Regions from separate parts of the Mus musculus genome. Here region 1 is linked to region 2. Evidence: chromatin contacts called from public Hi-C data. All regions are on one chromosome and are shown on one strand. The core of a region is the stretch at or near the end of the contact, and the rest is flanking DNA. Distances in the headings are between cores, read along the strand shown.

What was found. Hi-C and Micro-C count contacts between places; a contact is called where the count stands out from the background.
Region 1: a contact with region 2 is called in a Hi-C map of the CH12 cell line. The contact joins the enhancer-like site here to the promoter of Cyp51 in region 2. A contact is called at or near these places in 16 of 39 promoter capture datasets (the 3T3-L1 cell line, 3T3-L1-derived adipocytes, the C10 cell line and 9 more), 53 of 484 Hi-C or Micro-C datasets (the 63-12 cell line, the AML12 cell line, B cells and 44 more), 13 of 115 datasets of contacts at active chromatin or transcription factors (the 230-238 cell line, the SCID.adh cell line, T-cell acute lymphoblastic leukemia and 8 more) and 4 of 9 other capture datasets (adipose tissue, embryonic stem cells, liver and 1 more).

Annotation. Positions count from the first base shown.
Region 1 is chr5:4,177,180-4,181,320 of GRCm38.p6, reverse strand. No RefSeq gene overlaps it. Among named protein-coding and RNA genes, the nearest start is that of Mterf1b, 13 kb to the left of the region's middle. Within about 2 kb of position 1,765, at least 6 of the 459 cell types and tissues checked have an H3K27ac peak or open chromatin away from gene starts, as enhancers often do. A contact at or near this core is called in the CH12 cell line and the SCID.adh cell line, where this site is marked.
Region 2 is chr5:4,101,592-4,106,276 of GRCm38.p6, reverse strand. Cyp51 (cytochrome P450, family 51) reads left to right here and starts at 1,580. Exons shown (of 10, transcript NM_020010.2): 1 at 1,580-2,143; 2 at 3,251-3,349. The coding sequence starts at 1,970.

The sequences.
Region 1 (4,141 bases), core at 516-3,015, 75 kb before region 2:
TTCACTGTGGCTGGAAGATGGGCCCCTGGGTAATGTGGGATGTTACAGAATGCAATGGTAAATAGACAGTGACTATGTCACAGGTTGACTCTTGTGTCTCAAGAACAAATTTGATTTTATCCTTTATGTGAGAACTCTTGGACCAAATAGAATTTTAGAGTTATTTTTTTAATCACACTTATTTATTTGTTTTGCATGCCTATATGGTTCTGGGTGCGTGGGGTGCTGTGGATACCTATGGGGAGGCTGTTCTCTTCCTTTACCCTGTGCATTCTGAGCATGAAAGCAGGTCACCAGGTATCGTGAGACGATCTCTCGAAAACATGATTTATTCTCTGAATAAGATCAGAAAAATGTCCCAGGACCCAACAGAGAAGAGAATAGCCAAATTATCCAACAAAGGTGAGATAGAACCTGTAGAGACCATATCCAGTGGATAGGCACTGCCCCTGGATGAAGGATTGGGCCACCCACCACCTCAAAAATAATAATCCAGAATTCCTCCTGTCAAAAGGAAATACAGGGACAAAGAATGGAGCAGAGACTAAAGGAAAGGCCATTCAGAGACTGCCCCACCTAGGGATCCACCCATCTGCAGACACCAAACACAGCCACAATTGCTGATGCCAACAAGAGCGTGCTGACAGGACCCTAGTATAGCTGTCTCCTGAGAGGCTCTGCCAGAGCCTGACAAATACAGATGTGGATGCTCACAGCCAAACATGAAACTGAGTGCAGAGACCCCAATGGAAGAGTTAGGGGAAGGACTGGAGGAGCTGAAGGGGTTTGCAACCCCATAGGAAGAACAACAATATCAACCAACCAGACCTCCCCAAACCCCCTGGGACTAAACCACCAACCACAGAGTACACATGGGGGGACCCATGGCTCCAGCTGAATATGCAGCAGCAAATGGCCTAATCTGGCATCAGTGGGAGGGGAGCCCCTGGGCCTGTGGAGTCTCACTGACCCAATATAGGGGAACTCAGGGCACTGAGGCAGGAGTGAGTGGGTGGATGGATGGGGGAGCACCCTCACAGAAGCAGGGTGAGGGGGAATAGGGAGGGAGTTTCTGGAGGGGAAAGTGGGAAGTGTGATAACATTTGAAGTGTAAATAAATAAAATAACCAATAAAAATGTGGAAAATTTTTAAAAAAGAAAAATATCAGTAAAATATGTTTCAGTTCATTCATTTGTTGTATATGTCTCAGGTTCCCATCTTTAAGACTGTGTGCTTCCTCTTCTGGGGTGTCTTCTATGTTTCTGTAAACTTGAGTTAAGAACCCCTCTCAATTACCCACCAGCCCAAAGGAATCAGCACACTCACCCAGCCTTTTTCATCTCAGAAATATAGAGGTTGGAAGAGAGTTTACAGAATGCAAGTTCTGGAGTCAGAATACATGGCTTTTAACTGGAACCTAACTACCATGTTTCCATTTGTAAAGAAGCTAATGCTAGTCGCCGATACAAGCTTAACCGAGTGGTAAATGATGTGTTAGCTTTTTGTCATATGATGACATACCTTAGGAAGACAACACAGCAAGGAAACTTATCTTCCTTCCTTGTTTCAGTCCAGTCACTCGGTCCCATTGTTTGTGGACCGGTGGTGAGAAAGAGGCAGAAGTCTCATGACGGAGAATGCAAAGCAGAACGGTGTTTTACAGCATGGTAACCAGGAGCAGAGAGAGGGAGGACAAACCTGTGCCAGTGGAACGACTGCTTCTTCTGCTTCTATCTGTTCTCTAAGCCAATGGATGGTGCTAGGTTTGTGGGCAGAACCTCATGTGAGAGAGCCGATGTACTTCCTCAAACTCATTTAAAGACAATGGTGCCCTTTGAAAGTGGACCTAACAGGAAGAAGTAGATCACTAAAGGTATCCTTAGACAGTTGCACCAGCCCAGGTTCTAGGATCACTCTCTGCCTCCTGGTTGGCCAGGATACAAGGTATTTCTCCTATGTGCTGTGTCTCCGTGAACAATTCCATTGCTTCCCAGCTATGGTGGACTGCATTCCCTTTGAAACTGTAATGCTTATTCTTCCTTTGTTTCAGTTGAATATTCATCGCAATGACACCGAAAGGAACTGATACAATCGCAGTCTTGGCTTTTAGTGATCATTATAGCTCCCAATCCTGTCAACACCTGTGATACTTTCTTAGACTCTGCCCACTGGTTCCTTCTGCTGCACTAGCTGAATTGTTCTTGCTGTTCTCCAATTGCAGTACAATAAATGCGACTGTAGACAGGACCTGCTTCATACACCTCAGAGCAGTGATTTTGTGACCTTGGGAGATTTGGCAAAGTCTGTAGATGTTTCTGGGCATTGAAAATGGGTCACAGGAAGGGATGCTGGCTTCAAACAGTATAAGTCAAATGTCTATGAAAAGTCTTTTTTTTTTTTATTGGTTATCCCTATTCCCAGTTTCCCCTCCACAAACCCTCTATCCCCTCCCCCTCCCCCTGCCTCTATGAGGGTGCTCCACCACCTGCTCACCCACTCATGGCTCAGGACCCTAGCACTCCCCTACCCTGAGTCATTGAGCCTCCACAGGAACGAGGGTCTCCCCTCCTAGTGATGCCTGACAAGGCCATCCTCTGCTATATATCCAGCTGGAGCCATGGGTCCCTCCATGGGTACTCTTTGGTTGGTGGTTTATTCCCTGGGAGCTCTGGGAGGTCGGGTTGGTAGCTTTGTTGTTCTTCCTATGGGGTTCCAAACCCCTTCAGCTTCTTCAGTCCTTGCCCTACTTTCTCCATTGGGGTCCCAGGCAAACAGGACAGTTTCCACCCCAAAGAAATATCCAGCGCCAGATGTCACCGTTGTTGAAACAGACAACCCCCATCCAGAGGTATTTGTCTTAGTTTGCAGCTAAGGCAAATCAAAAACAATAAGATTAGTTAAAATTAAAATGAATTGTAATCAATAGTGAAGAACAGCAAAATATTCTGAAGATGATAAATAGCAAACAAACATGCATTGACAGCAAAAAGAATTGTACTAATTTTCACTTAAAACATTATACTTAATATATTTCCCCCAATAGCTCTGTGACTTTAATAGTAGCGATATTTTGAATAACAAAGAAAAGAGGCAAGGAGAATATGATGACTCTTAGAGACACGATACAGAGATTTGTGGAGTTCCCCCAATCCCTCCTCCCTGAAAACAACAGCTGCTTCCCTGCACCCTGAAAAAACTACCCAGGACAATTCACACAGCTTAACTGGAGCTCTAATGGCAGAAAATAAGGGCAGGAACCAAAGCCGCTGTCACAAAGAAATAACTCTCTCCATTCTCTATTTGGTATTTAAAAATAGGAGAGAAAGTGCATGGCTTGAATCTGAGATAATGCTCGACTCTTTGTGAAGGCTCTCCCAGAGTGTCGCCTTCGAAACAAATTGGCCCTCGCCTACAAAGGTTTCTTTTTTTGTATTCTTGAAAACTCATTCTTAATGGCTTGCGTAGCATCAGTTATGCCCCTGAGCTGTAATGAAACTCTCTGCAAGTCAGAAATGCATCTCACCAGAGAGGAAAGTGCCTGAGCATTAATAGGTTTTAATCCGAGGTAAGCAAACCCACTGAGCTGCCACCATGTGCTTTTAAAAATCTAAATGTCATGAAATTTTCATCTGTTTTCCCTGCAAATCAGTGTGGGTCCAGAGACAGCCAAGGAAGGATCAGAAAGGGAAATCTCAAGTGCACACAACTGCCCAGGAGCACACCTTGAGGAGTTTACAAGCACCATCCAGGCAGAACCAAGTAATAATTGATGGGGCCCAGGGGAACCTGGCGGCTGTGGCAAGCAAACGTGTGAAAATCCAGTGCAGCCGACTTTGTCTTGCCCTGTATTTGATCGCATCTTCATATATGGGGTGAAGAAGGGGCTGCTGAACCTGAAATTCTCTGCTAGATGGTCTCACAGGGTTCACTGAAGCACAGTGGCAATGAATGCGCTGCCTGCTTCTTGCAGTGATCATAGAGTTCCCAGACTCAGCTGCTAAACACCTGAGAGTGCGGTTTGCACAATGCATCAGTAGCTTTTGAGGCAAAACAAATCACTTTTCAACTAGGGAGACTGTGTGTATATTGGAGTGTAGGGTTTGTCAGTATTTTCTTCCTTTCACAGGTGGATAACAGTAA
Region 2 (4,685 bases), core at 331-2,830:
GGCTGTGATGGCATATATCTTGGATCCCACCTATCAATCCAGCTACAGAGGCTTGTGGACCTCTGTGAGAATGAGGTCAGCCTAGTATACATAGAGGTCCAGGCCTGCCAGAACTGTAACTCAAAAACAGATCAACAGCATCATTTTTTTTTAATAACACTGTACCTTTGATCTTTATTTAAGGGTTTTGATCTTTTAGGATTTCCATATTTGAGATTCCTAGTGTGCAATGTTAAGGCCCACTTGCCCACTGACAGATAACATCCTGGTATTCTGGAGTCTGTTGTTCATGTACTTTCACTTCCGTAGACAAGGTTGGTTGCACCAGCTGCACAGGAGGTGCTTGATGATACACAGGCAGGAGATGCATTGACTGGAAGGATGCTTGTCCCCAGTGGACTAAGGCTGGAAGCACCATAGCTTTGTGGGCTTGGCCTCTACAGGCACCTGTCTAATGTAGCTTGAGGCCATTCTTTGGGAATCATGGGTATGGACCTGGCCAGTGTCCATCTTCCTGGCCAGTATTAAATAAAGCTTTCTTTAATTGGATAATTGTGGAACTGGTCTTTCCCCTAGCAATTTTCAAGTTCAACAATGGCCTGAAGTCACTCCAGTAAGTCAAGACGTAGCACACAAGACAGGCTTAGAAATGAGTGAGCAAAATTCCTGTTGTAGATACTACTGCCAGAAATAAAGAGGCTCTTACCTACAGCAGTGACAATAAAAATGGAGTGTTACAAGATTTTGTGACTGATCTGAGGCAGGAGGATATTGGTATACAGCAGTGTCCATCCTATATAGACTTCCTACTAGGCACTTCCTACATAGGCAGGTGGCAGTCACCCTAGGGAAGAGGTAATGAGTGGGCTTCACTGACTGACTACGATAAAATGTGAGCTCTCTAGGTGGAATTATCTAGACGGTGGCTGGACCATCTTACTCATTCCTGGAGGTGCTTGCAGTTTTGCCAATCACTGCACAATCATCTCCAAACTTAGCAAAAAATCTAGCTCTTAACCCTGGTTAAATAAATAAATGTACCTGCCAAAGATCTGGAAGGAGGGTTAATTTGGAAACATGTCATCAGAGGTGCTTTATTTGTAGTGAGATCAGGGTAACTCCTGCTTCAGATCCAGCTATCAGAACAGGAGTTTGGGGACATCTGCCTCAGTTTACTTTATGGCCTGTATTTATTTTAAAAGACTTGTCTTGGTACAGCAGCACACCAAACAACTATCACTTGCTAGCAATGTGGCCCTACACGAACAACCTGTCAAGCAGATTGTACGGGTGATCCGATGGTCTCACCCTCCAGGTTGCATCTGCAGGAGTGTTTTTTTTTTTTTTCCAAGATTCGTGGTGCAGGGCTCACGAAGGGCTGGTCTCACAAAGCCCAGAGGTGACATCTCCGCGAATAGCCGCAGAGGCGGGCGCCCCACGGAGGGGGCGGTGCCCGGGCCGCCAGCTCTGCTGACGCCACATAGGCCGAGATCACCTCAGCAGCGCGTGGTGCAATCACAGAGCGCCTTCGCCTCTGCCGCTGTCCGCCACCAATCTGGTCCTGAGATCCCTCCGCCAGGCTCGTCCGTGCCCGCTGCCGGGGCCGTGCTCGTTAAGCACGCGGGACCTCGTGGTCTGCGGTTCTCGGGGCGCGATCATTTGTGCAGCCATCACTTTCTTCACCGAGTCCAAGTGCCACGGTAGAGCCTGCTTCCTCAGGTCCCCTCGGTGGCGCAAGAATCCCCGCACCTAGACGGAGGCGTGGCCACCAGAAGCCCCGCCCCGTCTGTGACGTCCTGGTGGCGCGCGAGCTGTCTGTGGGCGTGTGAAGGGCCCGGGCCAGACTAAGCCATCAGGCCGGGGCCGCCTCCCGACTTCTATCTGCCGGCTTCTCCTGCTCCATCTTTTCCGAGAAGCGGTGTGCGACCTCGGCCCCCAGCCTACCGGGCGGATCGAAGCGACGGTCGGGATGGTACTTCTGGGCTTGCTGCAGTCAGGCGGCTGGGTGCTCGGACAGGCGATGGAGCAGGTGACAGGAGGCAACTTGCTTTCCACGCTGCTCATCGCCTGCGCCTTCACTCTCAGCCTCGTCTACCTGTTCCGTCTCGCCGTGGGCCACATGGTCCAGCTGCCCGCTGGAGCGGTACGTGCACCTCGGGGTCCTCAGTCTGTGCCCCGGCTAAGCGGGCGGGCTCGGGGGGCGCTAGCGGTGGCGGGCGCGCGGGAGGCTGGGGTGGCGGCTGCAGACGCCCGTGCCTGATCTTTGCTGTTGTGGTGGTCTTTCTGGTCTCCTTGCTGGAACCTGAACTCGGGGGCTGTGCTGGCCGTCGCCGTTTCTGCTGTGATAGCGGCTTTGAACTTCTGGCTAGGATCCTACTTTGCAGCGTTTGTAGTCAGTGATGGATGTGCAGACTGGAGGCCTTGCTGGATGGATTTGGCTGGTCTGATTGCCTTGGCCATCCATGACTCTTAAGTGCAGAGCACTGTACTGACTTTACTGTTGGTTGTCAGAGGTGTTTGGGCTCTTTGTGAGGGCCTTGATGGCAAGTTAAGGGTAGCTGCATCCCCGGTGGCCATCACTCTTGATACTGCCCTGTGTGTTTAGTATACTGTGGGCTATTGGGCATAACGATGATTAATAGCAGTGTCAGGGAAATTGCAGACAGTTCATAAGTGACTTGAGAGTGTGGGAAGCGCTTTCCTGTGATGCTGTTAAAATACTGTTTCTCTAGTTTAGCGCTACACCAAACCACTAATTTCAAGCCTTCCAAATATAGTTCATGAATACCCTTGTAATCAACATTTGGTAGCTTTGAAAACCATCCCTTCGAAACTGACAATGGGATGTAAAAACTTAACCCAGCGTTAAGTTCCAACCAAGTTGCTTTAAAACTAATCTCTGAACCCAAGGGATCGATAGGCAGTTACTATTTCTTACTTTCATTAGATACATTTCAAAAGCTCACTATCATCATCATCATTTCTGAGATATTTATTATATCCCAGGGTGGCTGTAGAACTTGTTATGTAGCCAAGGCTCACCTTGGCATATCTTCCAGCCTTCACCCCTTGAGTGTGCAGTGCCTTCCTGTGTAGTCATTTCTGTTTTGAGTTCTTTTGAGGCTAAACCTTGTCTAACTATACTGTGTGTGTGTGTGTGGTTTTTTTAAACATTATTCTTAAGCAGGCTATCATATGAAACTTTCCTATTAATAAAATGAAAACTAAAATTTTCATTTTCTTTTTGCAGAAAAGTCCACCACATATTTACTCTCCAATTCCATTCCTTGGCCATGCAATAGCATTTGGGAAAAGTCCAATTGAGTTTCTGGAAAATGCATATGAGAAGGTAAGTCTTCGGAACAGACAGAGGCAGAGACTCTAGTGTAGAGAAGTGCTTTTCTTTAAATAGAAAGACATTTGTAAAAAGATTGTGCCCTCCCTGCTTATTGGCAGTATTGAAAACATAAAAGGAAAAGGCCTTGTTGGCTCTTAGCTTCCCAGAGTGTCTGTCCTGGGATATAGTCTCTGAGATGTGAGGAAACCTGTAGTTCTAACAATTACGTTTTTAAAAATAGTCTTACATTTTATTTTCGTGGATTATAGTCAGAGTTGACAGCTAGTTTCTTACTGATATATCTTTGGAATGTTGTGTCTTGTACCCCTGGTTCTGTCCATCCTGTGGGATCTCAGCCTCCACTTGGACGGTGTGGGTACTCAAGTCTTTGCTTCTTCCCTGTGAAAACAGTCCTTTGGCATCAGATCAGCCGTTTGTTCCAAAGACTGGCTCTGGGGTTCTTGTTAATTATTTCACTTCCCAATATTATTTAACTGAACTCTCTTTTGTTTTAATATCGTTTAAAATATTCTTTGAGAGTTTTATAAATGTATACAATGTATTTCAATCGTAGTCACATCCCACTTCCCTCTTCCAGTTCCTCCTTGTTCTCCCATGTCTCCCTCTCAACTTTATACCGTTTTCTACAAAACAACACACTGAGTCCAGTTAGTGTCCTCTACATATGAATGGAGTAGGGCCTCCATTAGAGCATGGTCAACCTACTTAGGGTCACATCCTTAAGAAACTGACTCCCCATCCTTTAGCAGCCACGGACTATCATCAGCTCCACAGCTACAGGGTGTTGGGTCTTCTGTGCACCTCCTGCATCCTAAGTCTATTCTTGACACTGAAGGAAAAAAAAAGATACAGTTTTAAAATTGTATAAAAGTCTTTGTGTCTCTATTAGTATGTGCACCTAAATGCAGTTGCTTGCCAAGGCCAGAAGAGGGCACTGTATCCCCTAGAGATAAAGCTATAATCAGATGTGAGCTGACCAGTATGGGTTCTGGGAACCAAACTCAGATCCTCTGCAAGAAAAGAGCCATACACCAGTTGTTATACCACACTCCTTCTGATATACTTGTGCAAATACTTAATGGTAGTGATTCTTTGATGTTATTTGGTTCGTGGATTCTGCTGATCAAATTCAGGTCACCAGACTTGATGGCAAGAGATTTTTACCTACCTGGCCATCCCACCAGCCCCGTTAAATTAATTTTTAACAAGAGGGAAAAAATATTTATATTCTTATAGATGTTGATTAAAGAATTCAATATAGCCAGTATAGAACAAAACCATACTTAAAAAGGTATATATCTAATGCTGAGAGCAACGGACTAAAGCT